Linked DNA regions of Pan troglodytes: region 2 is linked to region 1. A link is a contact called in public Hi-C data. All regions are on one chromosome and are shown on one strand. Each heading gives the region's core, a stretch centred on a gene start, on an enhancer-like site or on the middle of the called end of the contact. The rest is flanking DNA. Distances are from core to core; before and after follow the strand shown. Region 1 has its middle 21 kb from the start of MANBAL. Region 2 holds the start of LOC107970015 (peptidyl-prolyl cis-trans isomerase A-like).

Evidence for each region. A called contact is a pair of places that touch in the nucleus more often than the background predicts.
Region 2: a Hi-C map of stem cell-derived neural progenitor cells shows a contact between it and region 1, with 9 times the contacts expected there. The contact joins the promoter of LOC107970015 here to the enhancer-like site in region 1. A contact is called at or near these places in 5 of 7 Hi-C or Micro-C datasets (blood, induced pluripotent stem cells, a lymphoblastoid cell line and 1 more), 1 of 1 datasets of contacts at active chromatin or transcription factors (stem cell-derived excitatory neurons) and 1 of 1 other capture datasets (stem cell-derived neural stem cells).

The regions. Positions count from the first base shown.
Region 1 is chr21:43,504,108-43,508,830 of NHGRI_mPanTro3-v2.0_pri, reverse strand. No RefSeq gene overlaps it. Among named protein-coding and RNA genes, the nearest start is that of MANBAL, 21 kb to the left of the region's middle. Within about 2 kb of position 2,535, at least 14 of the 24 cell types and tissues checked have an H3K27ac peak or open chromatin away from gene starts, as enhancers often do. A contact at or near this core is called in induced pluripotent stem cells, stem cell-derived excitatory neurons, stem cell-derived neural progenitor cells and 1 more, where this site is marked.
Region 2 is chr21:43,763,818-43,768,540 of NHGRI_mPanTro3-v2.0_pri, reverse strand. LOC107970015 (peptidyl-prolyl cis-trans isomerase A-like) reads right to left here and starts at 2,211. Exons shown (of 1, transcript XM_054674768.2): 1 at 1-2,211. The coding sequence starts at 338. It overlaps BLCAP (BLCAP apoptosis inducing factor), which reads left to right and starts at 2,475. Exons shown (of 2, transcript XM_530289.9): 1 at 2,475-2,585.

The sequences.
Region 1 (4,723 bases), core at 1,286-3,785:
AAGTAGAAACTGGAAGCTGAAGTCCCAAGCAGGCCTTGACTTTTGCCTGTGGACACTCAAATCATGGGAATTCTTCTTCTCACTGTGTCTACAGGTCCTGTTGTCACTAAGATCCCCCAACTCAGAGATTCCAAGTGAGGGGGGTCCTCCCTGTAGACACCCCCTCCTTGCTGGTCTGAGCTCTTCTTGCCTGATGAGCCAGGCTGAGGGAGACTCTGTAGGATGCACTTCCCTTTTTTTTTTTTTTTTGAGACAGAGTCTTGCTCTGTTGTCCTAACTGGAGTGCAGTGGCATGATCTCGGCTTACTGCAAACTCCGCCTCCCAAGTTCAAGTGATTCTTCTGCTTCAGCCTCCCACGTAGCTGGGATTACAGGCGCATGCCACCAAGCTCAGCTAATTTTTGTACTTTTCATAGAGATGGGGTTTCACCATGTCGACGAGGTCGGTCTTGAACTCCTGGCCTCAAGTGATCCACCCACCTCGGCCTCCCAAAGTGCTGGTATTATAGGCATGAGCCATTGCACCTGGCCAGATGCCCTTTCTCCTGTGGGCTTTCTCCTGAGATCCTGGGGCAGGGCTGGGCTTGGAGATCACACAGTCTTCCCTATCTGGAAACATAGCTGAGAACCCAGGGCAGCAACGGTCAGGGAAAGATGGGAGGAGGCGCAGGTTGAGTGGCCGATGAAAAGGTGGCATGACAAACTTGACCTGACCCTTTCGTAGTCCTGGGATTTCACAGCGAACAAAGCCCCACAGGCAGGGCCTCTGGCGTTGGTAGCAAAACCTGACAACTCCAATGACTGGGGAACAGCGACATCTCCCGGCTGTCTGAGGCCATGGTCCTCCTACCTGATCAGAATCCCAGGCATTTAGACACCAGGGTGCCTAATGCCTTTAGAATCCTCACAGATTTTAGCCTTTGATTCAATTGGTCCAGAGTGGAGCCTGACATTCTGCATTCCTAACAAGCCCCCAGGTGCTGTCAATACTGCTGGTCTATGGACCACACTTTGATTAGAAAGCTTTAGAGGGCTCAAAGATTTGGTCCCAGGCATCCCAAGGGTCTCAGGAAAGGAGACAATTTTCTGCATATAAAATTATAAAATCACTCAACCACAGGCAAGGCCTGGGAGGGAGGATGCTTCTTGAAGAGATGGCCTCCAAGGGGGCTTTTGAAGTATGGTCATATCTTCACCAGGGAAAGGTTACCCGAGGATCAGCTGGGGACAGCCTCCTATGCAGCAGGCTTGGCACCTGCACCAAATCTACCAACTCAAAAAACAACCTGGTTAGTGTGCCTAATTGACTTGTGGCAGGCCCAAAGATTCCAAGCAAGGTGAATGTTTAAAATACTCACGGGCCAGGTGCAGTGGCTCACGCCTGTAATCCCAGCGCTTTGGGAGGCCAAGGCAGGCAAATCACTTGAGGTCAGGAGTTCAAGACCAGCCTGGCCAACATGGTGAAACCCTGTCTCTACTAAAAATACAAAAATTAGCTGGACATGGTGGCTTGTGCCCATAGTCTCAGCTACTTGGGAGGCTGAGGCAGGATAATTGCTTGAACCTGGAAGGCGGAGGTTACAGTGGGCAGAGATCACGCCACTGCACTCCAGCCTGGGTGACAGAACGAGACTGTCTTAAAAAAAAAAAAAATTAGTGCCGGGTGCGGTGGCTCATGCCTGTAATCCCAGCACTTTGGGAGGGTGGGTGGATCACCTGAGGTTGGGAGTTCGAGACCAGCCTGGCCAACATGGTGAAATCCCATCTCTACTAAAAACACAAAATTAGTCTGGCATGGTGGTGCATGCCTGCAATCCCAGCTACTGGGGAGGCTGAGGCAAGAGAATCGCTTGAACTCGGGAGGTGGAGGTTGCTGTGAGCTGAGATCATGCCATTGCACTCCAGCCTGGGCAACAAGAGCTAAACTCCATCTCAAAAGAAAAAAAAATTAAAATACTCGTGGGAGTAACATTTCCAAGGAACCCAGAGTTGCTTCATTGATTTGCTAAGTACAATCAACCTCATCTCTTCATTAAACGAGCTCTTCTAATGACTTTCCCAGATGCAGACTTTTTGAGAAAGAAATGAAGCTCTGAGCTGCCATCCAATCACAGGCCCTTCTGTTTGGGTAGGACCCTGTGAAGCAGGGGAAAGGACCACATCATCTCCATTTTACAGAAGAGGAAACTGACACTCAGGGAGGTTAAGTGACTTTGCCTGAAGCCACCTAGCAAGCCCACACCACTTAAACCTGGTCTCCTCTGACACAGTACCCGGGAGCACTCAGACACCTGCTGCTGCTGATGCCACAAAAACAGGCCTAGAAGGGCAAGTGGGGAGGGTCAAGAGAATCTGGGAGTCTGGGGTCCAGGCCTCTGGATCCTTGCACAGTGGCCTTGGACTGGGAACACTGCCATCAACCACGGAGGGGGATGAAAGCAGCTTTTACAAAGCAGGGTCTGAGGTCCTCAGACAGGCCCCCTTTGTGGACTTCCTTTCCCTCCCCACCCCCATGCCGGCTGCCAGTAGCATCGCCCTCATTGAATGGCTGGCTTGCACACACTGGAAATTTGCAACACAAATGCACGGCTTGTCTCCCTCTCCACAGAGCCTCACTGCCCCAGACTTTTGGGGCCTTTTAAAATCTGCCTTTCTCTGGGGTACTTTCTTTCTTCAGCTCAAGCCCCCAGCCCTAGATGCAGCCACAATCACTAATTAACGCTGGGTTAAAACACGTCCTGGGAAAGTGAGCTGGGCGGCCACCGAGGCATTCTCATCATCACTCGGAGGACAAGGACAAGGCGGTGGTGGGAATCGGTGGAAGGGGCTGGGTTTTCATTCTCCGGGTTCTTTCTGGCTCCCCATCCTCCCCCACCCCCCGCCCCACTATGCTCTTTCTCAGTGGGTTTGAGAATTTACTGCAAATAAAGCCTGTCACCAAGATGGCTCCCAGCCCTCCCCGCCACCAGGCTGCCACCAAGCTGCCCGTTTTTTCAGAGCTCAGCTCTGAAAAACTACAATAACTGCTACCATTTGCCAAGACACTTACATATCAGACACCAACATGCATATTTCTTTTTCTTTCTTTCTTTTTGTGGAGACGGGGGTCTCACTGTGTTGCCCAAGCTGGTCTCGAACTCCTGGGCTCAAGCAACCTGCCTGCCTCTGCCTCCCAGTGTTGGGATTACAGGTGTGAGCCACCGCATCCGGCCAAGCATATTTCTGGTTCTCACAACAACCTGGAGTGGTAGTTCTTATCACCTCCATTGTACAGATGTAGTAACTGAGGCTCAGAGCGATTAAGGGATTGACCTTGCCTAGAATCTCACATGGGGCAAATGGCAGAGTTGGTTTCAAATCCAAACCCATTTGCCCCCTAAACCTGTGCTCCCATTTTAAGCTTCTCCCTACTCCTGTCTGACGATGAACTCCTGGGTTTACATGACTTCTCCCTTCTCTCGATTCTTGGAACATTTACACTGATACTGTGTCCCTCTCTGCATTTATACTGATACTGTATCCCTCTCTGGATCTACCTGCCCAGGGTAATGATTCAGCTTCCTCCTGTAGCTCTTTGAAGACAAGCACTGTGTCCAAACACTCTGCGTTCCTCATAGCACCCAGAAGATGCTATGCAGAGGGGAGAGAGCCACCCCACTCCCCTAACTGCAGAAAAGGGACCAAGCACCTCGGAGATGGACAGCTAATCCAGCAAGCTCTACGTGGGCCTAATTAGTTGCTTAAGAGGGGTTTGTGGGATGAGGAAATAAATGCTCATTTAAGAAATTCGGGGGCAGACCCCCATCGCTGCTGGGGGGAAAGTCAATGGTACAGCCATTGTGGAAAAGACTGGCAGTTTCTTAAAAAGCTAAACCCTCATTATATGACCCAGTGATTCCCCTCCTAGGTACCCACCCAAGATTAATGAAAACATGTTCACACAAGGTCTCCTACTGAAATATTCATAGCAGTTCAGGCAGGGTGACTCACACCTGTAATCTCAACACTTTGGGAGGCCGAGGTGGGAGGATCACTTGAACCCAAGAGTTTGATAGAGAGAGACCCTGGGCAATATAGAGAGACCCCATTGCTACAAAAAAATTTTTTTTAATTAGCTGGGCGCAGCGGATCACACCTGTGGTCCCAGCTACTCAGGAGGCTGAGGTGGGAGGATCACTTGAGCACAGGAAGTCAAGGCTGCAGCGAGCTGAGATTGTGCCACTGCACTCCAGCCTATGTGACAGCAAGACCCTGTCTCAAAAAAAAAAAGTTCGTAGCAGCATAATTCATAGTAGCCCCAAATTGGAATCAACCCAAATGTCCATCAAGGTGAATGGGTAAACAAACAGTCATACATCCATACAATGGAATAAAAAGGAACAAACTATTAATACCTGGATCAACATGGATGAAGGTCAAACATTATGCTGAGTGAAAGAAGCCTGACACCAAAAAGTGCGTATTTTATTTGATTTATTATGATTTACTCATCATATAAAAGATTCCATTTATAGGAATTTCCTACCAAGGAAAAACTGTAAGACAGCAGATTAGGGGTTGCCTAGGGCAGGGGGCAAGAGTGGAGACTGAGAGCAAATGGGCTAGAGGGAATTTTTGGAGGGACAGAAGCATTCCAAAACAGGATTGTGGCAATGGTGGCACCACCGTATAAATGTATGAAAGCTCATGGAGCCATAGACTTAAAACCAGTGAGCTTTATGAT
Region 2 (4,723 bases), core at 962-3,461, 260 kb before region 1:
ACAAACTGGGAACCGTTTGTGTTGGGTCCAGCATTTACCACGGACAAGATGCCAGGACCTGTATGCTTTAGGATGAAGTTCTCATCATCAGATTTCTCCCCACAGATGGACTTGCCACCAGTGCCATTATGGCATGTGAAGTCACCACCCTGACATATAAATCCTGGAATAATTCTGTGAAAGCAGGAAACCTTATAACCAAATCCTTTCTCTCCAGTGCTCACAGCACGAAAGTTTTCTGCTGTCTTTGGAATCTTGTCTGCAAATAGCTCGAAGGAGTAGGGGCCTAAGGGCGTGTCATCGACAGTGATGTCAAAGAACAAGGTGGGGCTGACCATGGCTGATAGTATGGGGATCCCAGCGGCATCTGCAAAGCCAGCTCTCTCTTTTTCTAAACAAGAGCTTCCACTACAAGACTCCTCTTGTCATTCAGTGTTGGATACTGGGTGTGGCTGCCATGGATGCATTGATCCTTTAGCCTGTAAGCAGCAGGATGGTGGGAGGCCACATTCAGGCCTGTTTTGAGTCTCAGCTGGAGGAGAAATGGACATCTCCTTGCTTTGGATGTGACCTCAGGAACTGGATAGCCATCTTGTGGCCATGAGCATAAACCAGCACAAGGACAGAAGATAAAATGAACCTCAGTCCTTGATGACACTGCCTAGCCACTGAGTGGCAGGCTACTTATTTTTTTAAGCCACCTGATGTAGTTGTGTGTTTAACTTGCAACATAAAAGATACAGTCCACCAACCTTCTTTATTCCCAAACCCCAACGGCTCCATTTCTGTTCTCTACAGCATCAGCCCCACTGAGCACTCCCTCCTTCCTGAAACCTCCTCTCTAGGACCCACACTCACTTGGTCCTCTTTCTACCCCACTGGCCACTGCTTCTTAGTCTCCTTTCCTGGATCCTCCTCTTCTTTTCTCTCCACCTTCTTTCACTTGCGTTCTCACCCAGCACCATGACCTTTGTATTGATGGCCCCCAGATATGTATCTCCTGCCCCAGCCTCCGTTCGCAGCTCCTGTGTCACATAAACCTGCCTACTCACCCTCTCTGCCTGCATGTTGCCCCGACATTTCAAACTTAACTTCTCAAAGCCGAACTTGATCTTCCCCCTCAGTCCGTTCCTCCTTCAGGCTTTATTGTCTTGGTCAAGGAATCTTTTACCCTTTCATTTACTCAAGGCTAAAACCTAGCGAGGAGTTATTGCCAATGCCTCCACATCCACCCACGTCCAATCTTCCACCCTTCCCTTCACCTCCCCAAGCCACCGCCCTGTCTGAGTCAGCATTGGCTTTTGTCTGGAAAGCTGCAACCACCTTCTAACTGGTCTGCCTACACCCACTCCTGAGTGCTTTCCAAGCCATGCGGCCTGGGTGGCCTTTCAGAAATCCAAATTTGCTATCCTTTTCCTGATGAAAATGGCTTCCCCTGACTCTCAAGAGAAAAGCCAAATTCAGTATGTAGCTGACCTGTTTTCTTCTGTGCTCACCTCACCCCAACTCTGCCGCTTCCCAGCTCCAGATCTGGGACAAATGTTCTTTCTGCCTAGAACATTTCCCCTCTCACTCTTACCCTAATCGCCCTTTGTTTCTCAACCTAAATGCCATCTTCCCAAGGAGGTTCCACCCTTTCCCTACATTAGTACTCCATTAATTTCTCCTAACACTCTCTACTTCTTCTCACAGCACTTCCCATGATGTGTAATCACGTATTGATTAAAGTCACTAATATACAGTGATTATATGACTGTCTCCCCGCCTACCCGCCATTAGACTGGCAGCGCCTTGAGGTCAGGGACACACCCAGGTTACCGACTCTACCTGCCCTTAGCACTGCGCTTGGGTACAGTAAGCGCCCAAGGAATATGCTTAATTAGCTAATAAATGACTACACGGACTCATTCAAGCCTCATAAAAGCCCTAAGGTGGGCATTTCAACAGAAGCCGGGTCGGGGTGGGCGAGGGGCTCGCTGGCCCAAGGTACGGGGCAAGTGGGGGAGCCGAGGCCTGACCCAAGGCAGTCCCAAGTTCTGAGCCCGGACCTTTCAGCTCCTGAGCCTTGGCTGCATGATGAAACGCTAGGGAGGGGGTGGACTTTGAGCCACGAGAAGGTTTTCCCGGAGTCCACGGACCATCCACGCGGGCAAGAACGAAGCGGGTTCACCAACAGGAACACAACCCGGCCCGCCCCGCGCTCACGGAGTAAGGATCACAATCTGCTGCATATGCATAAGGACACCCGGCCGCGCTTCGGGGATGTCCACACTGCGCCTGATAAAAATTATTCGGGCTTGAGGACCTCGGGGCTCCCAGAGTTTTGTAAAAGTGCGCACAAAGTCCTCAAAGGTGGTCTGTGGCGGATATTTACGGGAAATGGGGCGAGGGTGAGCCCCCTGTTCGGGCCGTGTGATCAGGCGTTTGCGGTAGACAGCCCGATCCCAGGATGGGTCCTCGGCCGGCTCGACTAGAAGACTAAGGGGGCGTCTCCCTGGCTTCCTGCGGCGTCGGTGGCGAGCTGAGGTGGAGGCAGGCTGCGGCAGACGGCGACAGTGGCGGCGGCGCCATGGCAGGGCTTGCAGGTACCGTGGCGTCAACCTGCTTGGGGCGGGATGAGAGGCCCTCCATGCGGCCGCGCCGCCATATTGTCCCTTCTGGGTCACCTTAGGCGTCGCCGGGTCCCCGTCACTGGGGTTTTCCTTCCGCATACCCCGGGAAGGCAGGGCGCCCCTGTCCGGCTTCAGGTGATTGCCGTGATTGGACCTAGCCTGGGCCTTGGGGGGTCCCTTCCCAGCCCGGAGGTGGGTCATAGTACTCCTGGGTGCTGGCTCTGGCCTTGTCCAAGGTCAGCGCCCTTGCAGGATGAGACAGGCAGAGCCGGGGGCACGGGGCTGGGAGCGCGACCACCATCTCTGCGGCCCCGGGTTCCACGGCAGGGTGCCCAGCTTGTGAGAGGCCTGTCACTCTGTCCCCATCAGTTTAGTTGCGTTGCTTTAGTTGCTTTTTTGTGGGGGGGGAGGTGGGGGGACGTGGGGGGGAGGGGAGAGAGGGTCTCCTGAGGCTCCGCTTCGGTGTCTGGGGTGATAGGCTGACGCTCTGCTAAGAGTCGCGGGCGCTTCTTACTCCCTCCAACTTTACATCAAGGGTGGACATCCCTTCCCTTTCCTTCTATAGACGTGGGGAGTGGCCCTCAAGGGCAGCTGAAGGAACGGAATGCCTGGCGCACTAATGGCCTGGAAAGGAAGCATGGGGGATGGGGGACAGTTGTTTTTTCCTTCCCCTTTCCAAATCTCCTTTAGTTTCCTTCCAGGCCTCCGTGTCCCATTTCATCGCCGAATGTTGGGAGATTGGGGTCTGTCCTCGGAAAGAAACAGCCTTTCTGTTTATAGGTTTGGATCGTCTATCCCTTTCAGGGAACTGGTGTGTTGGGGACGGCTTCTCTGCCCTGCCTGACATGGTCCAGTCATCCCGTCAGCCTTCTGGACGGCAACACCAAAGCTGGGACCAAAAAAAAGTTCCAGCTTAAGTGCTAATGCCAAGTGTTAGATCTTGTTTGCTTGTTTGTTTTAAATCAGAGACTAATTAATGTCAAGCAAATCTGTTAAAAGATTTGATCACGGGAAGCCTGGTCGGTTTCCAGTGACCAGGTCAATTCCATACCTGAAATTAGTCTTGTTAGAGTTGCTGCCAAAAACAGTTTAACCTTCAATCTGTAATATGTTGTTTCAAGGAGGAATCTGGGTTAGGCTGTCTTTTTTTGTTGTTGTTCTCCTATCTTTGAAACACATGCACTCCATTTCAAGCCTGTCCCTGTGCGATATACCAAGAACCACGCGTTGCCTGCCTCTCTGACTTCCTGCTCTGGAAATGCTCAGGAATCTGGATCCTGCTGGGGCATGCATGGGCCCTGTGGGAGGGCAAGTCGGGGAGGGGAGGATAAACAGGATCACTCCCAGGGAAGATGGTGACAACGTGTCTCTGGGGCATATAGAGGAAGTCAGAGGTTACTGGGGGAAAAGAGATAGTTGTTTGACTAGTGTTTTGTGTATGTGCATGAGTGCACACGTTTAAATCTCTGAGGGGGGGTGGGGGCGGTGGGGGGGGGAAGTTAACTGCAAATTCAGAATCTCCCTTTGGGGTGTTGGCTCCTGAGGAGATACACATTTCAAAATAGATATCTAGTAAATGGCTCACAGCAAACCTGCTCCCCGATCCAACAGTAATCCGTTGCCCAAGCTCAAGGAACTTGCCCCTGCCCTTCCCTGACAGCAGACATCCCTTCCTTCAGTGACAATTCAAATATTCCACAGATAAAGGTAACAGTGTCACATAGCACCCTGCACCCCTAAAAGTCAGGGTACCTAAACACCTCTGGACTTAACTTCAGTTCGTTAGGCTAAGAAACTAACATCCTGGAGTATTAGTCTCAAGGGTCTCTCACCTGTTGCTGGAGTCCCACAGCGCTATTCCCAATTCCTTCCCAACCGATCTGCTCTGTCCTTGGCCTTGTGGGGGCAAAGTCTTCTGGGAGCAATGATGGTTTAGGCAAAGGGGACATTCAGCACTGTGACTAAGGGCTGTGCAGTAAAACACTAGTCATTTTCAATTCTTCGCATTGCTCTCTATCAGAATAAAATGTTTAATGGTATAGTTTGTGGAAAAAATTTTATAAACAAGGTGTGTTTGGACCATCTAGGCATTGCATGGCATTGCACTGGAT